Regions from separate parts of the Mus musculus genome. Here all the other regions are linked to region 1. Evidence: chromatin contacts called from public targeted proximity ligation data. All regions are on one chromosome and are shown on one strand. The core of a region is the stretch at or near the end of the contact, and the rest is flanking DNA. Distances in the headings are between cores, read along the strand shown. Region 1 holds the start of Prpf19 (pre-mRNA processing factor 19). Region 2 holds the start of Stx3 (syntaxin 3). Region 3 holds the start of Fads1 (fatty acid desaturase 1). Region 4 holds the start of Dagla (diacylglycerol lipase, alpha).

Region 1 (5,098 bases), core at 1,806-4,305:
CTCCTGGCTCCTTCTTGAGGGAATGTTTTAATTCAGAGGACATAGGTACACAATACTATTCTATTCCGAACTCCATAGTACACCTCTTCCAGAGGAAATTTCTGGAAGTATGGTTATCAGCTCAAAACTCAATCAAATGCTGCTTTGTTGGCAGACCAATCTAGTCTAATCACCTTGCATTCAGGGGCCCCACCTAGACTCATTTATTTCCTACCATACATCTAAATACTTGAGATGCCAGGCCTGTCAGGCAGCCTGCCATTCAATAAACAATAGTGACAATGTCCCTGCTAAGTGCCAGGCACTGGGGTCACATCTTGGACTCTTAAGAACTAGCAGAGAGTAGTACAATCTATCGAGGAGGACTCAGATATCGAAGGGGACATTCTAAAAAAAATTAATTAAAACAACAAAATGGGCTGGATAATTAAACAAACAAACAAACAACAACAACCAAAAAGCCTGCCAGAGGTCAAGAGAGGACCCATAGAGAAGGCAATACTGAAGATGAGGCTTTGGTTTGCCCTGGAGGGTTTGGTTAGGTAGGGGAAGTGGGAAGGAGTTGGTGCAAGGCTGCCACATAAACATTTTGAGCACCAACCGAAGGTCTCCAGGGGCCAATGAAGGGCCAATGTGGCTAAGAGGGAGGTGAGGTGAGACTGTGGAGGAGGTTGGCTCATCAGGTATCTGTGGTCTCAGGACTGACACGTGTCCTTTATTTAGGTCTCAGCAAAAATGTTGCCACCCTTTGGTTTGGTGAAATAGCTCACTGAGGAAAGGAACTTCCGGTCAAGTCAGAGAACCTGACTTCGATCCCAAGACCAACGTGATGGGAGTGAGCCAATTCTCTGAGGTTCTCCTTTGACACATAATCATGGGCTGTGGCACATGCATCCACATACACACTAAAATAAAATTTACGTGCTAAAAACAAACATCATCTCCCCAGTGGGCATGCATACCTTTTTCATACCCTGCTAAAGTAGTCACCCCTCCAACCCCAGTACCACCTTCTCAACCCGCTCTAATTTATCTTTTATTTAGAGCACCTACCCATCTGGAACTTTCTTCTTGTTTATGTGCCCATCATTCCACAGACTGTAATCTATGTCAGCAGTTGGTTTTTGTTTTTTTGTTTTTTTCAAGACAGGGTTTCTCTGTGTAGCCCTGGCTGTCCTAGAACTCACTCTATAGACCAGGCTGGCCTCGAACTCAGAAATCCTCCTGCCTCTGCCTCCCAAGTGCTGGGATTAAAGGCGTGCGCCACCACTGCCCAGCCTATGTCAGCGTTTCTTTCTTCATCTCATTTCTGTCTCTTAGACCAATTAGATCACATTAAAGATTTATGTTGGCTATATTTTGTGATTGTAGAATTGGGCAACACCTCATTCCATGAGCCAAAGTGTGTCTTGATGCCTCGGAGGGGAGTCATTCCCTAGACAGGAAGCAGAAATAAAACAAAAGAGAAGGCCTGAGCATGTTTTCCTTGGGAGGCTAGGAGACAAAGAGGGAAGTGCAGAGATCTGACTGGTTGATAGGTCAGATTTCTCCAGTGTACTTTTCATAAGGACCAAGGCAGGCAGAACATAGTTACCATGCTTGCTGTGATTGGCAGGGCTAGGACATGTGGCCATTGCCTCTGTCTGTCCTGATTTCTTAGAAGGTTAGAAAGCTAGTTTTAATTTGCTACCATAGAACTCCATTATGACTGATACCATTTTAGTTTATTTACTTACTCTCAATGTGCCACCAGGCCTAGCCTATTTATTTATTTTACTGTGTGTGCTTGTGTGTGTGTGTGTGTGGGGGGGGTGTCTTGGGGACTGAACTCGGGTATCAGGCTTGGTAGCCGATCTGGTCCGGTCTTTAGTAGAGAAAACAAAAGAAGTTGGCAGGAGGCAGGGAACTGTTATTATAACAAAACACCTGAGGTAGGCTACTTTAAAGAAAAGAGGGTTCTCCTTGCTCAAATTTCTAGAAGCACAAGGTTCAAAGAGAATGACGTGGGCAATGTCTAGGGCCTCTTCCTTGCTGGTGTCACATTGCCATGGAAGTCAACTGGTTCATTTGTGCCTGTTCACTCTTTCTTTCCCTATATGAACTCCACCAGGATTCTTGTAATGTCTTATTCTAAAGATCCCACCTCTACATTCCACAGTTAAGCTAGATAGTAATGACACACACCTTTGATTTCAGCACTCAAAAGGCAGAGACAGGAAGATCTTTGAGTTTGAGGCCAGCCTTATCTGCAGACTGAGTTCCAGGACAGCCAGGGCTACACACACACACACACACACACACACACACACACACACACAAACCCAGTCTCAAAAAAACAAAAACAAAACCACAGAAAAACACCATAGTCGTGCTAACTTTCCACTCTTACTGTTTGGTTGCTTATTGAGACATGTTCTCTCTACACAGCTCTGACTGCCCTGGATTGGAGCTCACTATATAACCAGGTTGGACTTGTACTCCGAGATCTGCCTGCCTCTGAAGCCCAGTGCCTGTGTTTAAAGACTTCTGCAAACACACCCATCAAATTTCCATTCTTTTAAACGTACACATAAGACGCTGGGAACTAAATTCCCTTGAGTTTACAAAACAGACTATATTTAAAACGTAGCAGGCAACGAAGTCATTGGCTTGCCCATATTTCCAGAGCAAGAATTTAGGCAGTGTTAGTTTCTTTACTCATTTGTGCTTTATTTACAGGGTCACATTGTTTCTCAAAAGCCGGCCAAGGAACACAGGTCTCCGAATCATGCCTACAGACTCTCTAAGGCAGACTCTAGGAATCTGCACTTTTACAAGCTCCTGAAAAATCTGTCTTGCACACGACCATTTCAAAGACTAGTGTTCCCTAGGTGACAGCAGCTCCATCTAAAAAAAAAAAAAAAAAAAAGAGCCTTGGCGGTCCCCGCAGCCTCATGGGAAATGTAGTTTCTTCTCTCCTTCCCGCCTCAGGCCTCTTGGAGCGCTCGCCGGAAGAAGCCGAGCCAATGCGGAAACAGCCGAGTGTTTCGAGGCGGGCCTTTTCCTGCTCGGTTGCATGCTGGGAAAGGGCAGTTTCCGTTAGCTGCAGAAGGCTGAGGCGCGCCACCGGCCACCTCCCCACGTGAAGCAGTTGTGCGAGCATCGCCACGCTGGGCAGCTGTCTACCCGCGTCCGAGCGCTCCGGAAGCGGCGGGGGACCGGAAGTGGCCCGCGGAGGCTGCAGAGAACCGGGAACCCTCTGTGAGGCGACTGGCAGCAGCGCTACGACGGCGCCATGTCCCTGATCTGCTCGAGTGAGTGCTGGCTGCGGCGGGAGGCGGGAGCGTGTGTGGCCCCTGTGGCTCGGGCCCTGGAGCTCCCGGCCCTGCGTGCAGGGTGCATTTGCGCAGGGCTGCGCAATTCACGTAGCTGGGAAGAATGACTGTCTCAGGGGTCTTTTGAAACCGGCGTCGTTTTACAGAGCTGAGACAGGCCTGAGCAGAAGTGGGGGGGAGGAGCTGGTGCAGTGAAAAACAGCTCTTGGTGTCAAAAAACCCGAGGACATGCCCAGGATCCGCCTCCAATTGTGATCTGGGCTCTAGCGGGTTTGGGCCTCAGTTTCCCCATCTGCAAAATTGAAAGCATTGCAGTGGGCATTGCTTGGGAAACCTCGCTTAGGAATCGGACTTTCCGATTTGCAGAGATCACGCAGTGACTTCGAGACAGGGCTGGAAGCCAGGTGTCTGGCTTCTAGCCTCGCGCAGTATGACTAATGAAAACAGCGAATGTTTAGAAAACCTGTATTGATTTACGATGCATTTCCAAACGGTGATCTCATTTTATGCTTACAAGAATTGTCTGAAGGGAAATAAAGATCCGTGAGTTACAGAGGGTGTCGGAAGTCTTGAAGAATGGGTTTACCTAGGGGTGTGCGAGGAAGCTAAGCAGTGGAGCTTGGCTCTTTGAGCCTGGATCCATGGTTTTCCCGTGCACTATGCTGTCCTGTCTTGGGGTGTTGTATTACGGCATTGCGGGTGTTCTCCCATATTGTTTACCACGTTACTAGATTCCTCGCCTTCTCTATTTCCCTCTCAGAACGTTGCCATTAGTTCAAAGAAGGAAAAGGAGGAGGGAAATGACAAGCAGAAAAGGAAATCTCATACTAGAGAAATTGCAGTTTGCAAAGTATTTACAAACGATTTGTTTTCTTTCCATCTTTGAGACCACACTCTTACGTGCCCAGGGCTATCCTTCCTCTGGTAGAAGAGGGAAAGCTCCCAGAAAGCTTTAGTCGTCGAGTAGTGTGATAAACCAACAGAATAGGACAGGAAGGCCGTGTACAAGATACGGGTTTTAAATATGGCACAAATCCATACTTAATAACACATGCATGGGAGTCCTGCAAAAATAGGTGATTCTAAGAGAAGCCACGGAGAAGAATAGGAGCTTGAACCTTAGGATGGTGACTCACAACCTATGGGAGGCTGAATAGAATTGTGTGGTGAATAAGAGCTGTTTTGTGATGTGACAAGTCGCTATCTTAGAGCAGCTTTCAGAAGAGTCTGATGTGGAGGTAGCTTCCACTTGTCTGCTAAAGTGAACCAGTTGACCCTGTTTAGGGGAAGGTAGAGAAACAAGTCTGAGAAGGTCAGAGAGACCTTGGTTTTAAGCCTGCTTTTGGGGCCTTCATTTCTTTATTTTTTATTTTGGTAGTTAAGCATGCTCAAGGCTTCGTACTTTGGAATATTCTTTTCTGGGCCCCGGGACTTTTGCACTCATTTACCCTGTTATGATGTTTATCAAGTGTCAGCTTAGTATCTGCATTGTCCTGGAGGTCAGTGACAGCTGTAACGGCCATCTTCAAGGGTACACAGACTATTCTGTCAAGCGCTTAGAATAGAATCTTGCTTGGCATGTAGTAGCAGAGCTCTTTGTTTGCTTGTTTTCATTTTATCAGTACTTGTCACGTTGCTTCGGAATTTCTCCTGTTGATCTGTCTAGGGCTCCCACTGGATGACAGGTTTGAGTTGTGCTCTGTGTGCTTCTCTGTCCATCTCGGTTCAAAAATGAGATGGGCAGGACTTACTGACCACTCTGTACAGTACTGGCACATAGGATC
Region 2 (5,098 bases), core at 1,716-4,215, 920 kb after region 1:
ATCACAGATTGAGGGCTCATGAGGCTCCCTCCACCCCTAAGTGAGGAGCCATTGGCAGTCGCCGGCTTCTAGGGAAAGGGGGAATCATTTTTCTTCCTTCTGGAGTGTGTCCCCTTGGCAGGCCACCCATGCTCTGGTAGACAGCCCCATACTGATTTGCATGCAGGCATCCTTTACTGGACTCAATTGATTATGTAAAATTTTTAAAGAGAAAAGGAAAGAGAAGACATGAAGGTACAAGACTGTTAGATGTACGGGAGGTTATCTGAGGATAGAGGAGGGAGGATTTGGGTCAGTTATCAAGATACATTGTATCCGTGAATGAAATTGTCAATAAATAAGTAAGAATAATCAAGAAGAAGCAGTGGCTGAGGCAGCAGCAGCACAGAGGTGAAGTTGCAAAAGGATCCCGGCTACTAAGTGTCAGGGCCTCAATTAGAGAAGCCTTTGAACTTCAACCCCATCCTCTCTGCATCGCACTGCTCCAAAAGGACAGCGACCTCCCTGTGGTTTTAGAACACTACCATAAATATAGCACCAGCTAGCACCTCACTTGCATTAGCCCTGATTTACAGAGGCTAACCCTGCAGGGCTGAGAGGCAAAGGAACGTGTTCCGGTTCCCTAGAAAAATGCCTTGTTCTTGGAACTCAAAGCTCACTTAAGATTACTTTGTTGACAACCAACTACTGAAAAGAGCCAGGGAGTATCTTAGTCTCAAAATAGATTCCCTGACTAAGTAAAGGGAGCGGCCTCTGACTGCTGTTCAGCTCTGAACTCTTTTTGACAAGGGGCATCCCTGCCATCCAGGTTATCCCAACTACAAAAGAGCACCAAGTAAAGTTTGCCCCTCAGTTAACCAGGATGCCCTGAGGCTCAAATGTGAAAAAGCAACTTTGGGGCAGAGGCTGGCTCCCACAATAAGCAACTGTCTCTTCCTTCTCTCATTTCTCCATCTCCCAAACCTATTCTACAGCCCAGGACCCAGAGCATGCAAACAGGGTGAGGAAGATCTCATCCCTGCAAGGGAGGAGAAAGTAAAACAATTACAACACCAACATTTCTATTTCAAAACAAAAAAAGCCAAAAAAAAAAAAAACATTAAGTTATTAGCATAAGTCCTAGGCGCCATACAAAGGGCTCTCCTGCAGCTCACTTGCTTTTAGCTTGCATACCTACTCATTTTACAGATAACAAAACTTAAGCTTGGAGTTTAAAGGGTAACCAGTAAGCAGTAGGGCCAGGGCAAAGCCCCAGTGCTAATGCAGACTAATACTTCCCTACTGTAAGGAGCTCATTAATCACCTGGGAAGACTCGGTGAGACCTTCACCAGGTCTAGTCTGAGATCTGAGCTGATGCGCGCTTCTAGGCTAGCTAGGAGGCAGACTCCACTGTGAGTTTCCAGGGCTGCACTGTTATATCCCATTAAGTGGCAGCCTGTATCACCGGGTGGGTTCCTAAAGTTTCACACTCGCCCTGCTCCATAGAATGTGCTCAGTAACTTACTAAATGAATCTATACCTCCAAAAATTGATGCTTCAGCACTTCCCTATATCAATCCCATTATGTCATTCAACCTTCATAACAGACCTATAAGGAAGGAAGATTCTCCCTTGACCGACAAGGAAATAGGCTCAAAAGAGTAAGTGACCTAAGCTTTTCAGCTTTTGTGCGGCAGACGACCACAGCTGTCTCCGGGGGTACAAGACAAAATAATTACAGACCACTGAATGGGAAGAGGGGTGCCATCTCAGCACCTAACAGGCTCACCGCTCCGGAAGTCACCCGGAACTCTCAACTACTCCGGGGATGGAGTAGCCCTGCCCGGTGCTCCGGGAGGGAAATAGAAAGGAGAGGAGGCCGGTTTGGGGCACAGTGCCAGGCGGCAGAAGACAGCTGGTGAGGTGAGCCCCCTGACTTCTCCATTAGCCCCGCTGATTTCAAGTCCCCGAGTGGGTCCAGCTCTGGAGGAACCCTGTCCAGCTTTGGGGGAGAAGGGGTAAGAGGGTTACGGGCGTCCAGGGAAATCGCAGCTAGGTGATGAATCACCGAGCACATGACCCTGCAGGGGAGGGGAGGGTGCAAAGCTCCGCGGGATGAGGCGGGGGCTTGGGCGGAGGGAGGCCTAGCGCGCAGAGCACCCCTGCGGCCTGGGTTAGGGGAACTAGGAGAAGCCCCTCTCCCACGCCACTTATCCTGATGACCGATCCCCGCAGCCCGGGGCCCGCCTGATCCCCCAAGCGCCGCGGACTCACGGCCTTCAGCTGCTCCAGCCGGTCCTTCATCCTGGCCCAGGTGAGGGCGGCGGGCGCCTTGTCTCAGGTGAGCGCGTCCCAAGTGAGCGGCCTGGAGCGGCGGCGGCTGCCGGCCGGGGCGAGAGAGCTGCTAGAGCGGGCGGAGGCGGGCGGCGGCCGCTCTCGAGGAGGAGCGTCCGAGGCCACCGAGGTCCGCCGCGCCGCCCCCTCCGGCCCCCGCCGGCGCCGCGCTCCAAATCCGGCTACGAGACCGCGCCGGCTCAGGGCTCGCCCGCCCCTGGGCCCGCCCCATACCTGGGCCGCTCCCCGAGCTCCTGCTTAAAGGGCCAGCGCGCTCCAGCGCCGGAAGCATTCCGGGCACACCTTCCCATGCCCCTCGAAAGGCAGAAACAAAAAAAAAAAAAAAAAAAGGCGGGGGTGGTCTGTCTGGCTTCGATTCCGTATTTTCCGCACTGTTCTTATTGTTCGGCCCTCTGCGGACTCCTCAGGTTGAAGACAAGCTGGTTCCTGCTCCCTTTGATGAGGGAAAACGTTCCGATGATGCTCAAGAGATATTCCGCCTTAAAGAAGGGACCTGTTGGGTATAAAATCTGTGCGGTTCGGGCTCAGAGACTTGTTCCCGTAGGGCGTAACTGCAGATGAGATGCCCTGGATCGGGCTGCGGCGAGGAATTTGGGGATTATGATGCTAGTGGTTGTGGGGCCTCTCGAAGTCGTGTAGGCGGTCCAGTCACCTTTTACTAACAATTTGAATAACTTGAGGGAATCTAGGAGAGTCCGTTTCCATAGCTATATAAATCAGAGGCTGCTTAGCAATTTTCTGCTTAGCCTGTACGAGAAAAGAAGCAACTGACTTTTAACTACCGGGCAGAGTTGTAGGATAAAGACGTTTGTTTGATTTGGAAAACTTAAGCCCACCTCTCTCCTCCTTGCTGTCAAGAGCCCTGGGATTTGAAGAATTTTTAGAAAAGTGTGGTTCTTCTCACTGCCCTTCCTCTTCAACGGTGCCCCTATTCCCTTCCCCTCCGTATTTGATTTGGGGATAACAAATGGCGTATCGACCAGAGTAGTGGTCAACAATTGGCGCTAGTGAAGACTTGGTCTCAAGTTCGAGAAGTATCCTCGACTTTGTGTTCAATCTTAAAGGCCATAGATACTTTCTAATTATAACCGGACTTTACCCTCTGCGATGTGCACGCTCCTACTGACTTCCTCCGCTGCCATAAAGGTAGTCAAGTAAGGCAGGGCTTGAGCTGTTAGAGCCAACTATGCGGTAATCAACTCTAATCCTCTATCTGACCTCCGGCTCCTGTCCTGACGCTGGCCCAGCGAGGACTGCGAAAGTTTCCACGCCCCCTGGTGGTCGTAACCCTACAGCTAGGGCTTGAACACCCCCACCCCAGCCCAGCAAACACTTGGAAAACCTTCCGCCACCGAGCTCATTCTCTAGCATCAGCCCTTAGGTTTTCTCCTTTCAGACAGAATCTCCCTGAATTGCCCAGGCAAGCTTTGAACTTGCCATTCTCCTGTTTCAACCTCTCCAGTAAGAGGGGTTACAGTGAAAAACTCTCGAAGTGTGGACGTCTGAAATCTGGACAGAAGTGAGGAAGGAGGATGGATTCATTTTGAAGCAAGAACAAAGGATTCCAGTTAAGACGCGATTGATTTTAGGCTGCAAAAAACGGCCCTGCAGTAAAGAACACTGACTGGAGGACCTGGGTTCAATTCCCAGCATCCACATGGTGACACACAGTTCCAGGGGATGCAACGCCCTCTTCTGGGCTCTGCAGAGGTTACACACATGTGGTATACAGACATAATGCAGGCAAAAACATTCATACAAGTAAAAAAAAAATTTTTTTAAGTCCCAGCAAATTATTTTAAAGGATATAATTGATTTCAACAGGGAAAAAATTGTGACTCTCATGCAAATATAAAATGAATATATTTTAATGTTTTAGCTTATTAGTGAAGCAACCAGTAAGAGGTTAAACTCATTCAGATCCACAGACAAACAGCAGGAAGGCTGGCATGAATAGGTTACTTGATGCAAAACTAGCTCTGGGGATGGGAGAAGAAACCGTGCTTCTCCTGTACACTAAGTCCTTATAATCTCCATGAATAGAAGCACTCTGCTTACTACCGATATCTAATTTACATAGCTGGACAATAGCTGTGATACAATGAAAGTCACAGACTATTATAGAATCAGAAAGGTGCATTAGATAAGGCCACCATAGGATACATAGCATGGAACAGCTTTTTGTTAGTGGTCACTGGTCATTTTAATTTGCTCAGTTTTTCTGTATACTCCCAAGGTAGTACCTTCCATGACTGAATGGTACCAGCTCTGTTAAAAAGTTATTATACAGAACAAGTTTTCTTCCCTATTACTTCTTGCCTTAATCCAGACACTTAAAAAAAAAAAAAAAAACATAAGTCAGAGCTTAAGAGATAGCTCAGTCAGTAAAGTGCTTCCTCCACAAATATGAGGACCGGAGTTCAATTCCCAGAACTTATAATAATAATAATAATAATAATAATGATAATAATAATAATAATCAAACACAGTGGCACATACTGGTAATTCCAGAACTGGGAAAGTAGAAACAGTGGATCCCTGAGATTTACCAGCCAGATCTACCTAGCTGTGAGCGCCAGGCCAGTGAAAGACATTGTCTCAAAAAACAATGAATGGCAGGGGGCGGGGAGGAGGGACAAACCTAAGGTGTTTCTAAAATTGGATGTCTTGAATTCCACCACCCTTAGAATATTCATTCTATTCTTAGAATTGAGGGAATCTACCCAACACATAGCACTAAGTACATATACTTAAAAGAAATTG
Region 3 (5,098 bases), core at 741-3,240, 710 kb before region 1:
ATTGTTCAAAACATGTGATAAAGGGACAGCAAGGCCGCTTAGCAGGTAAAGGTACTTCCTAGAAGCCTGATGACCTGAGTTTAGTCCCCAACACCCACATGATAGAAGGAGAGAATAGACTCCCGCAGGTTTGTCTTCTGATATCTACATATAGGCTGTGGCATGTATGGTTTTTTTCCACTGACACACACAGGTAAATACTCTAAATAAATAAATAAATAAATAAATAAATAAATAAAATTAAAAGATTTTAAGTAGTAAGATATAAGATAAATTTTTCATATAAAATTAATACTTCTTATGCCAGAATGGTTTAGCACCATTATCAAGAACGGGAAACTGAGGCTGAGGAATGTCCGTGCAGACAGTTTAGTTCTCACACTTAGCCAGAGCAAGAGCGAAACTCCAAGGAGAATAGAGATGTTTTGTTCCCAGTAAAGTTCCCTATTGCAGAAAGACCCACAATACACAGAATTGTTAGAGAACAGGCTCTGTGCCACAGTTGGCAAACGGCGCTCTAAAGAAGCTCATGCTTCCAGAAATAGAGATTGCTAGATTCACCAGTCTACACACTGCTGGTGTAACCACTGCTGAGGCTGTCACACAAACTTCACGATTGATTGCGTCCTACTGTCTCCTGACAATTAAGGCCACTAAACCTGTATAATTCTAATTAATATAGTGAAACACAGTGGTGCTTGCCTATGATTACAGCACTTGGGAGGCCAAAGCAGGGCGATCATTGCAACTTCGAAGCTAATCTGTTCATCACAGTGAGTTCCAGATCAGCCAGGGCTACTGCTTCCAGGGACAAAAATAACAACAAAACACAATACGAAACTAAGATCACTAGAAATAGAAAATGCTAAAGCTAATTGCAAATGTTAAACTACATACAAAGAAGGCAAGGCTGGCCTTTCTTCGTTTTATTTTTGTTTTAAAATCGTTTTTAAAATTGCATTTATTTATTTATTTACGTGTGTGTGTGTGTGTGTGTGCTGCCATGAATTGCAGGCAATGTAGGCTAGAAGAAAAACTTGTGGAAGTCAGTACTCTCCTTCCATCTTGTGGGTCCCAGGGATCCATTTCAGGTCACTGGGTTTTGCATCAGGCAACTGTTCCTCCTGAACCATAGAGCTATCATTAGTATTGTTATCATCATCATCATCACCACCACCATCATCATCATCATCACATTTTAGTTAGTGCATGTGTGTGTGTGCATGCGTGCATGTGTTAATTGTGTGTGTGTGTTCCTAAGTACTATATTCTTGTAAGTCAAAAGTGACGGCCAATCATAGCAGACAAGACTTCTGTTAGCGTTGGGCTATCACGTGAGCAAAAGCCTGGAACTGTAGCCAATCAGTCTCTTTCTTTATGTTAGTCCTCTTTCTTTCCACACATGCTAACTGCCCACCTTGCTAGGAAGGGGGATCTCTGAACGGCTACTGGGTCAGGATGCTGTTTTGTTTGCTAAAGCCACTGTGTTTAATTTGTCACGTGTTTCCTAGGGGCAGGAAATTGACAGAACGTTTGCCTTAGCACAATCTGCTGTATGAAACAGAACGTGGAAAGCAGTGCCTGTAAACCCAGAACTCAGGAGAGTCAGAGGTTCAAGGTCATTCTCAGCTACACAGTGAGTCTGGGGCCGGCCTGAGCAACATGAGAACTGTTTTCTTTTCTATATGTTCACACCAAGCTTCTATGCGCCCTTGGGACCTCCGCCTTAGCTACATCAAGCTGTGACGCACTCAAAGGAACCGTTATCCTATCAATCCCTACCATGCTCAATAAAAAAATAAATAAATAAATTCCGAAGTGGAATAGCCTGGAGACCACTTTCAGGCCCCGCGAGGGGGCGCGTCTCTGCCGCTGGAAGTAGCCTGAGTCTCTCCGGGGAGTGGGGAGTCTGTCTTTGCTACCCGAGAGAGGCGGAGCTCGCGCCCCACGCCACTCGGCTCAGCCAATGGGAGCTCGCGCCGCGGGGCTCGGCGGTCCGCGCCAAGGGTGCTGAAAACCCTGCGCGCGAACGGCGGTCTCCGGGCGCGCGCTCGAGGCAGCCCGACGCTCCCCTAGTTCGCGAGCCTGGCGTGCGCTGCCCCGCGGCCCGGAGCGCGCACCTCTCAGACTCCAGCTTCCCCCGCCAAGCTTGCTATGGCTCCCGACCCGGTGCCGACCCCTGGCCCGGCCTCCGCCCAGCTCCGCCAAACGCGCTACTTTACTTGGGAGGAGGTGGCGCAGCGCTCCGGGCGGGAGAAGGAGCGATGGCTCGTGATCGACCGGAAGGTGTACAACATCAGCGACTTCAGCCGCCGCCACCCGGGGGGCTCCCGGGTCATCAGCCACTACGCGGGTCAGGATGCCACGGTGAGAGCGGACAATAGGCGCATCTGCACCTCGGGGAGGGACATTGGCGGGGAGAGAGGCCTTTGAACCCGGGATGCAAGCGCCTGAGAGACCGGAGCGGTAGACGGTGGCCGGAGACACGCACACTCAAACAAAGGGCTGGTTGCACATCCGTGCTTTGCCTCTGGAGTCTCAAGCATGGGTTGGATAGGAGGGAATGAGCTTTCCAGGCACCCGTTCAACGGTACTTGCAACCTCCGGTGGTGGGAGGAGGAGTCTGAGCAGAGAGTGGGAGTCGCGTCCTGTCTGCCAGGCTAGGAGGGTGAACACAGCCTTGTCTGACCTAGAGAACTGGCCCTAAGTTGGGATTCGGAGCGGAAAGGAAGTGGGAAAGGACTGCTTGCGCTAGGGATGACACTGAGGACCCGGTGCTTGGGCATCACCTGTACATTGTGAAGCCCGGAGGGTAGGGTAATGAACCTGAGCCGGTCCAAGACAGCTTGCAGTTGGAGTCGTAAAACTGTACTCGGATTCTTAGTGCGAGGTCACTTGGGCCAGGGAGGTCGACTATTGAGGGAATAGGGCTCCCGCGCGATTAGACACTTCGCGGGGTCGCGTCCCTTTTCCGTTGTAGCTTACTGAAGGAAGAGTCAGTACGAACCCCAGCTTCTGTCTAGTGGCCCTGTTTTCTCTTTTTAGACCATATCCTCCCTCAGAGGCGAGGGCCGGACTAGGAATGACTTAGGACAGAGCATTCTTTGACAGGATTGTCATCTGTTGGGTCTCTACATTTGGGTCCATCTCCCTTTTAACTACCTAATGCCATCCCTCCGACCTCTTACTCCTTGTCTGCCAGTCTAACGTGCTCCCGGGGTCCTCAGGGTTCCTATTAAGTTGCCCATGAAGTTAGAGGTGGAGGGCCTTAGCGACCAGGCTAGAAGGAGCCGGTTTCTAGAAGTAACCACCCAGAATCCAAACAGCAGTGCATTCCTATACCGGTTCATGAAAGGATGGAGCAGACCCGCTCCGTCTAGGCTTCCCATTCTGTGTGGCTTGGGGGCCTAGGATTTCATGGCAAGGACAGCGATTGGTCTGGATGTGTGGTGCCACTGACCACGGACTCCACCTCCGCTTACAGCTTTTTTTCCCTAAGGCCCTCCCACCCACCTTGTATAACCCATATTAACTATTCCGGAGCGGGAATGGTCAGAATGTTGAGGGAAATAGGGAACCCTGCCCAAAGGAGGAAGAAATGTGAAGAGTTCCCCAGCGCTGGCATAGGTAGGGAGTCTTCCTCACAACAGAAGCTGGCTAAGAAAGAAAGGGACATGTTGAAAGTACTGTAGGAACAAAAACCTCATAGCCCCACCTATTCCCGCAAGCTGCTTCTCTCCTGTGCTAAATTCCTACACCAAGTGTCTGTAGACATGAAGGCTAGCTTCGTCAGGTCCGTGTTTGTGGCATTCAGCGGAGTCTTTCCAGTCTTTGGTGTAGTGCCCTTTCAGTGGAAACCCAAATGCCAGGTGATCTGGGACTGACATCTGGAAGAACAGTAGGGAGGAGGGAGGAGGCCTTGCATCAGCATTGATGCAAACCTTGTTGACCTGGAGGATGGTCTTTGATGTGAGGCCCTTGGGAGCCTGGGAGACAGGGGTCCTCACTGTCTTCTCTCTGTATTTTTAGGATCCTTTTGTGGCATTCCACATCAACAAGGGTCTTGTGAGAAAGTATATGAACTCTCTTCTGATTGGAGAGCTGGCTCCGGAGCAACCCAGCTTTGAACCCACCAAGAATGTGAGAGGCCATGTTTGCTGTTTGGAGACTTAGTTGTGGAGGGAGAGGGGGCAAATGCCTGCATAGGATCACAGGTGACGGTTCTTGGGAGTCTTGAGTAGTCATGGGGTAATAAGCCCACTGGAGCTTGTTCCAGTGCTACTACCACCGATGCTCCCATCACCAGTCCTCCCACCAGTAGTGCTCTCATCATCAGTGCTCCCACCAGTAATGCTCCCATCACTAGTACTCCCATCACCAGTGCTTCCATCAGCAGAGCTCCCATCACTCGTATTCCTATCACCATTGCTCCCATCACCAATGCTCCCATCACCAGTGCTCCCATCACCAGTGCTCCCATCAGCAGTGCTCCCATCACTGACAGCAGACCTATTTACTGAGCATCATGTACCAATGTAAACTCATAAAATACTCTTCATATATGCACACATAAGAAAACACGCTCAGAGAGTTTAAGCTGCAGAGACCCAAAGTAAGTCTGTTTAGCTGCCGGACATGATGCCATTTATAGGAGCTTTTCCTATCCTCCTTCCCCATCAGGGTATCTTTGCCTAAGACTGTGGACTTCCCACAGCTACCTGCACGGGAGGTTCTCTTCAAGGGTTAGGGGTGCCACTGAGAAGAATTATAGCCCCCGTCTCCCACAGAAAGCGCTAACTGATGAATTCCGGGAGCTGCGGGCCACAGTAGAGCGAATGGGCCTCATGAAGGCCAACCACCTCTTCTTCCTGGTCTACCTGCTTCACATCCTGCTGCTGGATGTGGCTGCCTGGCTCACCCTTTGGATCTTTGGAACTTCCTTGGTGCCCTTCATCCTCTGTGCAGTACTGCTCAGTACAGTTCAGGTGAGAGTGGCTTTGCCTGGTTATTCTCAGAATTCCTAGCGAAAACATCAAGGCCAAGAATCCTTCCTGGGGTCTGTAGATTCACAGGAGACTCGGCACAGGGAGAGAACACA
Region 4 (5,098 bases), core at 717-3,216, 590 kb before region 1:
GCCACAGACACCTCCCAGACCTTCCCAGATAATGAGGTGTGTGTGCAGCCCAAGCAAAGAGCTTCCTCCTGTGTGGGCCACTCCAGCAGAACTCCACACTTGCCATGGCCAAGTCCAGAACTAGAACCGTCCTCGGGAGACCCGGGGCCTGGTTCCAGCTCAGTAGCTGACTCACAGTGTCAACAGATCCCACATCCCCCCACCAGGAGCATATATCCTCTGGGTTTCTAATTTCCCATGACAAACCCTCAACCTATGTCTCCCTTCCTCCCCAGTCACATTCCATGCCTCTATTCCCAACCACCTTGTGTCTCTTGCCCTGATGGAAATCCCTGACCTTCGTATAGCCTCTTGCTGCTTATAGAATTCTCCACGCACAGTCTCCTTCATTCTGGGACCACTGGGATCACTGTGTGAAGTGACTCTTAAAGGTAACAACACCAGCTCAAGGTCACACAGCCAAAGACTGGAATTCAAGTTATCTGGCTCTAAAGACAGTGGACAACATGTCAGCTTTAGGGAACTTAACTCAGTTCCCTCAAAGGAGGGAGGCTTCTCCAAGCACCCATGTTGGCAAAGAAACACCCTTCTCATGCAAAGCTCAGCTCTTTGCTTCTACTTCTGTGCCTTCCCCCCCAAGAAACCCATAACACCCTGAAGTCTTCAACGTCTCTAGGGGTCTGCCCACTGATGCTCTGTGAAGTGGGACATCATGTGGCAATGAGAGGAGGAAGGAGATGGGGGCTGGGAGGGGGGAGAGATAGAGGGAGGGAGGGAAGGAAAGAGATAGAGAGATGGGGGACCTTCTCCAAAGCTTCTCAGAAGACTAGTTAGGATATATGCAATCTCCAAACACTCCCAGTAGCCACAGAACCATCTTCCACGCAGCCCAAAAGATACAATTCCCAGAAACCCAGTAGCACCGCCATCAACCAAGTGAAAGGAAGGGCCCAGGGACGACGTAGCCTGGGCTACTTCTCTATACCCTTCTGAGTCTCCTATAATCAGAAACAAGGACCACCAGTGAGAACCACCTATTCCTCCCATCTTCCTCCAAATGGGGGAGGACTCATGAGCCAGGTAAAGGTTCATAACTGAGCAGAGCTCTACCTGGGACAGCAACCAAGAACCTCATGGTAGACACATGGTGTCTCTTATTCTCATCCATCATAAAAAACACCAACCTTCTTCCAGCCTTCTGCCCCAAGGCCAGCACACCAACAGGCATTAATGCTGAGCCCCATGACAGAGACGTCGCCCCTACTGATCTCCCTGTAAGGGTGGGTATTTACCCTCTTATTTACCAGGGTCTGAGGGCCACCTGTCTTCCCTCACAGTATTAGTCATTCCAGGGCACTGCGCTAAGCCAAGGCCATTTCTCACAGCAGGGCCGGAGCCACTAGTCATGCCCAGGACATTGATTCTTTAAGCCCCCAGGACCATCACTCCAAACCATGTCAAGCCCAAGGCCAGAACCATGCCAACCAACATCCAAGCAATGGCAGCACTTTCTCACACCCATGCCCACCGCACCATCACGGCCCAGCATCAGCTGGCCACCCACCAGCACCAGCTGCGTGCATCGCCCTCCTGTACAGAGGGTGCACCCTCCTCACACCTGGGCGGCCACCGCTACACCAAGGCGGGGGTGAGTCTTCTGACACCCTCGCCAGGAAAAATCACGCTGCCCGTGCTGTATCCACGTTGCCCACGCCCGTGCCATGCGTGTCACCATCCCCACGCCGGTGGCCCGGGGCTCCGCGGACCTCACACCTGCCACGAGCGCGCGTGGCAGCCGCACCTCCGCCCGCGGACCTGTCGGACCGGCCACCGCGCGCAGTGGACATTGCCCAGCCCGCCACGCCGCTCGCAGAGCTCCTGCGCCCGGGACTCGGCCCGGGCCCCCTTACCTCCGGCCCGCCGCAGGGCTCGGCCCGCCGCGGCCACTGCGACCGCCACCTCCATCCTGGGCTCCCCAAGGCCCCTATTCACTAACGTTGCTTCCGCAGGGCGCCGGCGCCGGCGCGAAGGCCGCCTCCGCCCCCCGGGGGACGCTGCGTCCTTTACGTAAACCCCACTCCGCCGCCAGCGGTGACCATGGCGACGGCCGTGGGGCGGCAGCGCCCCCTAGCGCCAGGGAGGGGAGAGGCGCGCAGGCCCGAGGTGGTGGAGCCCTGGATCCCCGCGCGTGGGGGCGGTGGGCGCGGGGCTGAGGCCTCCACGGGGGTTCCGTGGGCAGACGAAAGGGGTTGGACCGTGGGCACTGAACAGGGGCACGGTAGCTGCTTGGGTTCCCCTCCTTCAGGTCCCGCGTGACAGGGTTTAGCGTGGGAGATGAAAAATAGCAAGTAGGATCACCGGAGAACTGGTTTGTTTGGGGGAGGAAAGGAGAGAGATGGGTTCCACCTCCTTCAGGGGACCTAGCAGCGTCTTGAGGAGTTGGGACACATCTTTATCTATGTCCTCCTCTTCCCCCCTACTCTCACCCTCCTCAACACCCAGCATAGTGCCTGACAGCAAAAGGGGAGTTTGATCAATTTTGATTTTCTGATAAATGAAGAAAATCGCCCCTCCTGTTCTCCTTCACACACGCCCATCCATTCATGCGCAAGTCGCTCAACTCGCCTTCCTGAAAGCTGCTTTTTGGCAGGGACACAGCTATGCTGGTGTTCTGGGTTGAGTCTGGGGAGTGGGTGGGAGCAGGCTTGCCCTTAGAGATATCAGGTCACATGGGGGCTAAGCTAAGAGCTGCAGCTGCACAGGGGGTCATAGGTAAGATTGGATCTAGCGGTCATGATGATGCAATCAGTTAAGTCTCCAAAGTCGAGCAGAAAGATATGAGAGGTCGAAAGGAAAGTAACGCAGAAAGCAAGCGTGTGAAATGTTTCCTGGGCTCAGACGTCATTCTGAGAATGACGTCAGGATGATTGACTTGTTCTGTAGGCCTGGAGGACATAGGTGGACATCTGACTGAAAGTGAAACCCTGCATCCGGGACAGACTTCTCCTCGTTGCAGAGTTCAGCCCCTCGCCAGGCAATTCGGTAGCATCTACGGTTATTGCAAAGATAAGCTCTGGCTTAGGTAAAGAAAATGGATTTGGGGAACAAATATGAGCACTTCAAGAATTCCTGGAGAGGAGCTCCCGATGTCTCAGGAAGTTCAGAAATCTGGGGAGGCCTGGGTTCAGGGACGTTATCTCTAGATTGTCATGGTCCATTCAAACCACACAGTTGGAGATAATATCTCTTGCTTCAAAGTCCCAGACACCTGGAAGAAAGAATTATATTGGTCCTGTGAACCATGGTAGATCAACTGATGCCAGGCAGAAAGGACTCTGCAAAATCAGCTCTTTTCCTTACTCACCAAAGTTCCTAATGGAGAAAGCATGCCCACGTGGCCATCCCTAAATAGTCTACTACAGTCTACCCCTTAGCTGTCCGGCACATAGAAAACTACACAAGTTCCACACACACACACACACACACACACACACTCGCACACACACTCACACACACACACACACCATCATCATCACCACCATCACCATCATCATCATCCCCATGTATCCAATCCTCGACAAACCAGTTCTGACCAGTTCTATAATGTGGGAGGCTAATACTACTGGGATTCTCAAGGTGATGTCCTGTTCTTGGTCAGCTGCATCAGTGAGCCCCATGTAGGGCATCCCACACCAGGATTATTCACTGCTACTAACATAATCTCTGAACTCTTTCAGCTAGGTATGTGACACGGACAAGGACATGCCGTAGGGAAGCTTACTAGAAATTCCGAGCCTCAGACCCAAGATCTTAGCTTGATTACAAAACCCTCAGGGGATCTCTGTGCATGTGAAAGTTTGGGAAATTGTCATTGTGAAACTAGGGGAAAGGGGAAAGGGAAAGGTAAGAAAAAGCGATTTCAATCTTGATCATTCCCATCAGACACTAAACATCTAATGCTCTATTTTGAGCATACATGAGATCCCGGGTGCAATCACCAACCCCCAAACAGACAAAAGGAATTAGTTAATTATTTAGAATTCAGCAATGTGACTGAGGAACAAGGAAGCACAGGTAGAGGCTGCAGGCATTATTTTTGCAGCTGCTTTTGAACTCCTGGAAGGAGTCCATGACTTCCTACCTCTGACTCCTTAGTCCTCTTTGCCTTCTGGCCATGTCTCATTTGGCTAGCAGGCTGACCTAAGTCTTAATCCTTCAAGGCCTTCAGTGGCAGTGCATAGGGTCTCTGGAGTCTGTCTGTCTCATTCTGTGTGTGTGTGTGTTTGTGTTACTGTCTACCTTATCTATCTTATTCTTTGAGACACTGTCTCTCACTGGACCAGGACTCTCTAACTCACTGACTGGCTGGACTGGCTGGCTAGTGAGCACTAGGAATCCTCCTGTCTCTGTCTCCCTGGCGCCGGGCCATTTCCAGACAGAGCCTCTCTATTTAGGCTTGCCTGTCCTGGAAACTCACTATGTAGACCAAGTTGGCATCAAAGTCACAAAGATCTTCCTGCCTCTGCTTCTCCATGGGCCACCATGCCCGGCTTCTGTCTGGATTTTACATGAATCCTGGGGATCTAAGCTCAAGTCCGCATGTTTGCTAAGCATGTTGCCAAAGGAGCCATCTGCCCAGCCCTTCTACTCCTACTTCTGATACCCTTGGCAAGGAACAGCCACAAAGGGTGGCTGGCTCTGAACACACACACTCTGGGGTCTGTCTGTCCTGGTGTGGTCCCAAGGCCATGTTTGGCTTTTCTTCAGAGTACCTTCCCGCCTGGTTCAGCTTGGCGTCACTGGAGACAGTCAGCAGGGCTGTGAACGGAGGATGAGGGGGAAATGAGGCAACAGAACCAATGGCAAGATATAGACTGGTCCTGGTCCAGCTGCCTAGCTGTGCTCCCTAAGCTCCATGCCAAATCTTCATTCCGGCCTCAGTTTCCCTCTGGGTCCCAGTGGGGATAATAGCATGGCTCCTCCTCCCAGGGGGCTGTGTGGATTAACTAATTAATGAGTGTGACATCGCCTGTTTCCACAAAGGGGCTGATTAAATGCTGGGTGTTGTTATTAGGAGCGATGGAGGGTGTGTGACAGG

The links.
Region 2: a contact with region 1 is called in a targeted proximity ligation map of microglia, with 5 times the contacts expected there. A contact is called at or near these places in 3 of 39 promoter capture datasets (cranial neural crest, embryonic stem cells and hippocampal neurons), 2 of 130 datasets of targeted methods (embryonic stem cells and microglia) and 2 of 9 other capture datasets (adipose tissue and liver).
Region 3: a contact with region 1 is called in a targeted proximity ligation map of pancreatic cancer cells. A contact is called at or near these places in 2 of 39 promoter capture datasets (hippocampal neurons and liver) and 2 of 130 datasets of targeted methods (embryonic forebrain and pancreatic cancer cells).
Region 4: a contact with region 1 is called in a targeted proximity ligation map of pancreatic cancer cells. A contact is called at or near these places in 1 of 39 promoter capture datasets (cranial neural crest) and 1 of 130 datasets of targeted methods (pancreatic cancer cells).

Annotation. Positions count from the first base shown.
Region 1 is chr19:10,892,176-10,897,273 of GRCm38.p6, forward strand. It overlaps Prpf19 (pre-mRNA processing factor 19), which reads left to right and starts at 3,056. Exons shown (of 16, transcript NM_134129.4): 1 at 3,056-3,293. The coding sequence starts at 3,275.
Region 2 is chr19:11,816,438-11,821,535 of GRCm38.p6, forward strand. Stx3 (syntaxin 3) reads right to left here and starts at 2,966. Exons shown (of 11, transcript NM_152220.2): 1 at 2,255-2,966. The coding sequence starts at 2,284. It overlaps Gm41810 (a long non-coding RNA gene), which reads left to right. Exons shown (of 2, transcript XR_003952942.1): 1 at 1-1,903; 2 at 2,216-5,098.
Region 3 is chr19:10,180,898-10,185,995 of GRCm38.p6, forward strand. Fads1 (fatty acid desaturase 1) reads left to right here and starts at 1,991. Exons shown (of 12, transcript NM_146094.2): 1 at 1,991-2,367; 2 at 4,030-4,140; 3 at 4,788-4,985. The coding sequence starts at 2,155.
Region 4 is chr19:10,302,911-10,308,008 of GRCm38.p6, forward strand. Dagla (diacylglycerol lipase, alpha) reads right to left here and starts at 1,967. Exons shown (of 20, transcript NM_198114.2): 1 at 1,911-1,967.